Regions from separate parts of the Danio rerio genome. Here region 2 is linked to region 1. Evidence: chromatin contacts called from public Hi-C data. All regions are on one chromosome and are shown on one strand. Each heading gives the region's core, a stretch centred on a gene start, on an enhancer-like site or on the middle of the called end of the contact. The rest is flanking DNA. Distances are from core to core; before and after follow the strand shown.

Evidence for each region. A called contact is a pair of places that touch in the nucleus more often than the background predicts.
Region 2: a contact with region 1 is called in a Hi-C map of skeletal muscle, with 2.8 times the contacts expected there. The contact joins the enhancer-like site here to the promoter of lgals2a in region 1. A contact is called at or near these places in 4 of 18 Hi-C or Micro-C datasets (caudal fin, embryo, hematopoietic stem cells and 1 more) and 1 of 4 datasets of contacts at active chromatin or transcription factors (caudal fin).

Annotation. Positions count from the first base shown.
Region 1 is chr3:27,697,092-27,701,078 of GRCz12tu, forward strand. lgals2a (lectin, galactoside-binding, soluble, 2a) reads left to right here and starts at 2,379. Exons shown (of 4, transcript NM_212894.2): 1 at 2,379-2,466. The coding sequence starts at 2,461.
Region 2 is chr3:28,181,778-28,185,846 of GRCz12tu, forward strand. No RefSeq gene overlaps it. Among named protein-coding and RNA genes, the nearest start is that of grap2a, 9.3 kb to the right of the region's middle. Within about 2 kb of position 2,119, at least 8 of the 62 cell types and tissues checked have an H3K27ac peak or open chromatin away from gene starts, as enhancers often do. A contact at or near this core is called in skeletal muscle, where this site is marked.

The DNA.
Region 1 (3,987 bases), core at 1,129-3,628:
TTAAAAGCGCTCATTTTCGGTTTATTTGGACTCACAAAATGGAGGAAAAACTAGTGGAGGTTTGACAGGACTCAGGAGCAACCGTGTCTGTTTGACGTTTCATCCAGAAGAAAATTAGTTTATTATCAATGTTGAAGAGAAATGGCTAATTCCCTTTAAACCCAGGTGAGCAAATATGTACATTTTCTACCCCATTAAAGGCTTCTTTCACATTATGTAGTTAATAACAAAATATATACTGTGTTTTTGGCTGTGAGACGAAGTTGTCGGCGATTCTTCCTATAGTAAAGTCATGCAATGTGAAAGTCCCTGTCACTGATCCATCTTGCAGTGTAAACAAAGCAGCGACGAAACGCTAGCCCAGATAGTCATGCTGTGTGAAAACATCTGCGACACGACTACTTTGAAAATCATGCAGTCTGAACTCGGCATTAGACCCGACTCATGGCCAAGAATTAGGTTTATTAAGTCTGAACTCCAAATTGTCCCTAGTGTATGTGTAGAGGCTAAGCCTTTTGCTTGAAGTCCCTGACATGTTGTTAGACAGGCACTCTTGGCTGATGAACTGTAAATGCAATGAACAGTATAGGCCTACTTGTTTCCATAGATATTTAGGTTTATTGCAGTTGCACACTCCAATAGTTCACAAGTTTCCTTCCAGGTAAGTTTTCGTTCGTAAACATCAAACACTGCCACATATCGTGACTTACAAGCCAACAAAACAAATCGTCACGCTAAAGCGTAAATGAACGTGTGTGCATATGTGTGTGCGATTGTTTGTGTGTGAGTGTGTGTGGCTCTGTGTGTGAGAGTGTGTGGTCAAAAATGTGCTCCCCTCCGTCTAGCATCACCTGTTACCTGAATATTCGTTCCCACTTATAAAGCCTGTTTAAAGAGCACCACTTAGTGGAACAATGAAAAGTTGCCAAATGGCTCCTACAGTATGTGTGTGAATGAGAGTGTATGGATGTTTCCCAGGGATGGGCTGTAGCTAAAAGGGCATCCGCTGCATAAAACGTATGATGGATAAGTTTGCGATTCATTCCACTGTGGCAACCCCAGATTAATAAAGGGACTAGCAGAAAAGAAAATGAATGAATGGTCTAAACTCCCTGACCTCATCCTTCCTTTCTGCTTCATGCAAAAAATATTTAAATAAAATAAAATAAATAATAATCTATAAGGAGTCATTAGTCAAAAATAGATCATCATATTGTTTAAACTTTAGACTTGCAAAACTCACTGCAGGCTGACACCTGTGGCCTACATAAAAGACTGTTACCCCTGCATAAAATGCACCCCCTCTGAAATATGCATAGCTGAAATTGATACAATCTTTTTAATAACACAGTTAATCTTTACCTTACAGAAGACTGACAGTTCTAATGAAAGTCTATGAAAGGGGTGTATTTTACGGCAGGGGCGTTTCTCAGTACAACACAACGCATAAGTGGCATGTGAGCAGCACATATTTATTTGACATGAACAAGGGTGAAATTCTGGTCTAAGAGGTGGGGTGGGGACCTAATCTGAGTGATGGTGATACTGTAGTTGTGGAGTATTGGTGATAGTTGCAGAAATGTGCAGCAATGTTGAGTGATTGTGTGCAGAAAAGCCTAAATTTCAATTTTATTTGACATTTTATCATAACATATACAGTGTATTTTTAAAATGAGAACAAATGAAAGAATATCATTTTTGGGAAATACCATGAAGAATTTATAAAAAAAAAAAAAAAAAAAGCTAAATATATTTTTCTCTTTTCATTTTATAAAACTAATTGATGGCAGATTTTCTCTGTCTCTGTCTGTTCTCTGTTGTTGTCTGTCTCTCACTGTTGGTGTTTCTGTGCTGTTTCTGCTGTTGTACTGTTTGTTCTGTGAAAGAAAGCTTACTGTTAGTGTTGGCCCTTGTAACATGTTATGATCAATGATGCCAATGTAATACACTAATAAAATCATAATAATACTATTGTTGTAGTCTAGAATACCAACTCCTACTTATTATATGATCAGTATGTTTTACAACCTGTGACATTTTTCTTCTCTTCATAAGCCTGTCAACTGCAATACGCGTTCAATCACATTGTAGACCGAAGCCAAATATTTTAATAAAGCCTTATAAGTACATTTGTTATTCTTTACAAGCGTATAATTACATCAATTGTCGTCTCTCGCAATGTACACCAACATTCACAGTGCTTAAATTCGTTCAGTTTTAATTAGTTAGGTGTATTTATAGCGCATTACAAGGGTATGCCTAGAAATAGACCCATACAGTAACTCTGCATGCCTTTTCTTGCGATTGGTCGAGGTGGGACAGACACAAAAATCTAATTGGCTGAAGCAAAGATCGCTCATCTGAAGAGCTGAACACAGTGGGCATAAGAAGCCCTCGCACTGCGCAACTTTCTCCCTGACTCTTCGTTTCACTTCACAATAGGTCTCAAAAGACGTCAAAATGGCCGTGAGTATATTACAAGTCGATATATTATTGTTAAGTTTTATGTCAAATGGACTGAATGAGATTTGTTTATGATTAAGAGAGCATATGGCATAATGTTTCGTCTAAATTCTACTAATATATAGTATGTTGCCTACTCCAAGCATCCGAAGTCCTTATGCTTGTTGATGCTGTACAGTCTGTTGTCTTGTCTGTTTGCTATTTCTTATAGATATTGTAGCCACGTGCATTGTTCATGGGTGTGACCCCTCATAACTTTAATACACTTACTGTTATGTGTGGTTATTTCTAAAACTTAATCAAATTTCATCATAATGATGTACTGGTGTTCATATATATATATATATATATATATATATATATATATATATATATATATATATATATATATATATATATATATATATATATAATTTACTTTATAAGTTATTTATGAATGCAGTGCAAAATGAGTTTAATTTCAAACGTTAATAACCTTAAAAATAATATAGTAAAGCAATTTTTTTGATTAAATTAAGGTTTGAATAATAGTGTGAGTGTGACATCATGTGACTAGAAAAGCCCTTTGGACAAGGGAGGTTCGTAAAAAAGTTGAGCACTTTCCTCTTTTAAAATTTAGTTTTAATGTCTTTGGCCTTGTTGTATATATATATATATATATATATATATATATATATATATATATATATATATATATATATATATAAATATAGTATCCCGAATATAGTTTGCTATAATTTGAGGTCATCAAGATTAAGTAAAAATAGTTAGTAATTTTCTTTCACAAGGATGCTTGAAATAGAACACAAGTTACAGAAAAACTTTTTTTTTTTGCAAAAGTTAAGTACATGAACAAATGGTGGAATGGAAAACAGTGTGTCTCCTCAAAAATATTTTAAAATATATTAAGCCATGAACTGTGAAACTGTTTCTTACTGTGTGGTAAGAAATCAGATCAGCATATTAGGATGATTTCAAAAGGATCTTGTGACCCTGAAATGGCTGCTGGTTTCTCGCCGTAAATGTAATTATATTTCAAATCAGTTGGCTGATGTGTTTATTGAGAATTGCATCATAATCAAATAATAAAAGTGAATCATGCTCAATTTAGGACAGACGTTAACTTTGCTGTTCAGTCTTCTGCCGTTACTAATAATGAAGTAAGACTGCCCAATTCAAGCCCAGCTATGGTCTGGGTGCATTGAAAAAAGGCCTTTAGCTTAGCTCAGAGAAAGCAGCATGACTCAGTGATTTCTCACAATGCTGAACTGAAAGCCTGAGCATCACTGTCCCTCTTCCCTTTTGCAGCTAAACAGAATATTAAGGAAGGAATAGGAGGGGTCATTCTGCAGGGGCTTCTTCTGCAAAAATGTACAAAGACTAATGTGGAAAGAATTCACTTTTGCTACACATCTGTGCTTTCACATTCTTATTCAGAAACTTTTCACTTCCTATCTCTCTGTCTGATCATTTTCTTTCTCTTTACTGTTCAGCCAGCTGCAGTCTGCATCTTCTCTGTCATCA
Region 2 (4,069 bases), core at 869-3,368, 480 kb after region 1:
CTTTCTTTGCTATTCCAGATGACTTTATTAATAAGTGATTTGAGTCATTGCAGAGAGAGGTATGGATGCAGTCCTCCAAGCTCATGTGAGTCAAACACAATAATAAATCTTTTTCCCACTGCAGCATGACTTTATATTCTAAACTGTACATTATTTCTGTTAAGTGACAGGACTTTAGACTAAGCAAAGTCAGACTTTACTGTCCAAATAAAATAATTAAAAATTAAGGCATGATCATATTTCATTATGGGAAAATCCATATAATCTAGAGGGCTTTGCCTCTCATGTAAGCCACTTCTGATACCAAATGATCAACTAGAAGTCAATTTATTATTTGCTGTTCCTAAAACTTGGATTGACCAGACTTTTGTCAGGTAATGTAAATATAAATATTAGATATTTTTCACAGTTTTCAAAAAGTGGGTAGAAGTTAATATTGTTTCAGACCAAATCAGCATAAACAAATTATTTATAAAACTAAAAACTGTTTAAATTTTTTAACAATTATTTATTTTATTGTACAGATATTTAACATATTACTGTTTTTATTGGATTTTCAATAAGCAGTGTGCATACAATATTTCTGGTAAAACCCTACAAGTTAAGGTAACTAAAACCATTTGAGGAAACTGATTGCAACAAACCATTTAAGTTAAAAAAACTAATCCTAATGAGTACTGTGCACTTAAATCTATTTAAGTAAAATGGCAATTTGATGAGAGTAAAACCAAATAAATACAAAAAACCAACTGAGTTCTGTAAAATCCTATGTTAAGGCAGTTAATTATTAGGAAACCCATTGCTTAAAAAAAAATCCTAATGAGTACTGTGAACTTACTCAATTTAAGTTGAAGCAATGAGGAATTTAATAAACTTATTACCTTCAACACTGAGTTCAAAACTCTTTTTAAATTAGCAGAAATAACTTTCAGAAAATTTTGAGTTAACTACACTCATTTCATTTGATTAAGTTGACTGTTGGGTTTTACAGTGCATTATTGAATAGAATATTTTACTCAAAATTCATTCAGAAGCTCAAACCATCATCGTTTTCATTATTTTGTTGATTACAAAAATATGTTATGTTGGTTAAAAGGATAGTTTACTCAAAAAAATGACACCAAAGATATTTTTGAGAAACAAACACAAAACATAAGCAATACTAATACTAAACCGCCAACTTATCCAGCACGTTTTTACACAGCGGATAGCCTTCCAGCCGCAGCCCATCTCTGGGAAACATCCACTCATACACTATGGACAATTTAGCTTACCCAATTCACCTTTACCACATGTCTTTGGACTGTGGGGGAAAACCGAGCACACAGAGGAAACCCACGCAAACACAGAGAGAACAACCTTCTTGCTGTGAGGCGACAGCACTACTTCTGCGCAACTGCATCGCCACCAGTTTCTAGCATTCTTCAAAATATCTTCTTTTCCTTTTTTTTTTTTTTTGCAGAAGTAAAAAACTTACACAATGTTTCGAACAAGTGGAGGGTGAGCAAATAATGGAAGAATTCTCAACAATTTTAAATAAACTATCCTTTTAAATAACCCCTTTTGTCTTAATGCAGTTTTGCTGTGTTTTGTGTCCACTTCTTCCTCCAAAAGTAAAAAAAAAGATCATAGTGAAATTAGTTTGAGCCTGCATGACAGAAGAAGATAAAAAAAAAAAAAAACATGTAAAATAATTAACCAAATGCACTGAATTCCATCACACATTTCCAGCATTCCATCTCGCATACCTTCTGTGGATCCTCATGTCATGATAAAAGGTCCTGTCTGTTATTTATCTCTCTGCTAAGCACTTGACAATCAGTGTGTGTTTGTATGTGTGCGTGTGTGTGTGTGTGTGTGTGTGTGTTTGTTTGGCCTAGCTGGACCAGAGCCAGTTGTATAGGAAAGCCTCTCTGAGCTTACAGACCATACATTAACCTGGTGGCTTGTGGCGATCAATTCTACCTGGAGTGATGAATTGAGATTGAGCATGCTCTGTGCCAGCCTGAGTGTGGGCTACTGAGGTCACCACAAAGGCACACAACTGATTACGAGCGATATGAAGTGGCGTTCTGCCAGTTCAGCTATAACCATTACGTTTTCTCTCCATCTCGCTCTTCCTTCTGTTGCATGCTGTCTTGCTCAAGACACAGATGTGGCAATAGTGTCATGGTAACTAACCCACTGCATTTCCTCTCAGCAAGAATGTGACCTCAGTTTTGTTGATGACTTTTGGAAATTAACTACTTAACATGCTTTAAGCATGCTTCTTAAATATGTTAAATTTGTTTGGTGATGGATTTGTTATAAATCGTCGGTTTTATCGATATCTGTGATGAAAACATAAAAGGTAAAGTTTAAGTTATAGTTCACCCAAAAGTGAAGATCATCAAAAAAAAAAACTACTCACAATCAATAGTTCTTTTTATCAGTTTCTTTCTTATGTTGACCACAAAACAGGAAGTTTTGAAGAATGTTAGGGAAAAGATAGCTATTCAAATCCATTTGCTTGTGTTCAACAAATGTATAACCTCAAACTGGATTGGAACAAGTGAAGGGTTAAATAATGACATGATATTTTCATTTTTGGATAATCTTTCCCTTTAAAACTGAAAGCAGAGTTTCTATATATACATTTGTTTCTCCCCTTGTGTTAAAATGTCAAATATCTTCAGTATTGCGCTTCTGCACAGATGAATCTGATTAACAAATATGTCACCTCATATCTTTTATCGGAACAACTTCCCCTCCCCGTAGCATGTCGTTTACACGAGATTGCAGTAATTTCAAATGACAACAATCAAATCAATAGAGTGCAACATTTGGGTTAAGGAAGTAAAAAAAAATATTCCTTTTTTTTTTTTTTTTAAGGGCGAATGTTTAATGATAAATCTTTACGGACAGATCTGTTTTTTGTAATATACACGTTTTTGAACACATCTGTTTGGCTTAATTGAACAGATTTTTAATATATCTGTTTAATTGTCGAATTCGTGCAGAATAAACTAAATTACTCATTATGCTGTGTATAAAATTCAACCAATCTGAGAGATCTTCGGCTACACCAGCTTGAATGACCTAACTGAATCTTTCTCTGTATACACACAGTAAATGCTACATGTACAATTTGCAGAGCATAATATTTTTACTGTATTTAATCCAAAATGTTTGTCATTATAATTACCTGTTCTATTTTTTCTCAATCTTATCTCTTTTTCAAGTTTCTGTTCTTTGTCTCTTGACTATTTTATTTGTCAATTATTATTAATAATGACCAATTGTGAATTATTATTTTATGTATGTGTACTGTGTGTGTGTGTGTGTGTGTGTGTGTGTGTGTGTGTGTGTGTGTGTGTGTGTGTGTGTGTGTGTGTGTGTGTGTGTGTGTGTGTGTGTGTGTGTGTGTGTGTGTGTGTGTGTGTGTGTGTGTGTGTATGTATGTTTTTTATAATTACATGAGTGTGCTCCACACAGGTGAGTGGGCTTGACAAACCACCTGTAGGACAAACTCTTCCTGTCTTAATACACCTGACAATTTGTTAGGAAACACCCTGTGCTTCATATGCTTTTTGTTTTTGTGTCTGTTTAAGTAACTACTAATTTAATTTTTAACACTTCATTTTTGCATCTCATTTAAATACACTGTGAACAGCATCTATGCTAATATTTTTTTAAATTCTCCTTTTTCACCTGGGGATGCTCATTCAGAGGCCTCTAGAGGTTATGCAGAGCCGTCGATGTAATCCGAGACCTGTGAAGAAATTATGCTAAGGTATCCAAAATCCTGGACCAGGCCATATCCTGAGCTGATGCTGTGATGGGCATAGAGGAGCTGAGAGCATGAACTGATTCCTGAAAGACCACAGTGACAGAAGAGTCTCCGCACTGATCTCATGGGCCAGCCTGAACACCCTCCGGTTACTTACTCACACCTGCAGTTCCCCAAGATGGACATCCACTGATTTCCTTCATTTTTAAACAGAGGAGAAATGGTCATGCCCAACTGAGCCTGGTTTCTCCCGAGGTTTTTTTTTTTTTTTTTTTACTTTTGTCAATTGGTGAAGTTTGT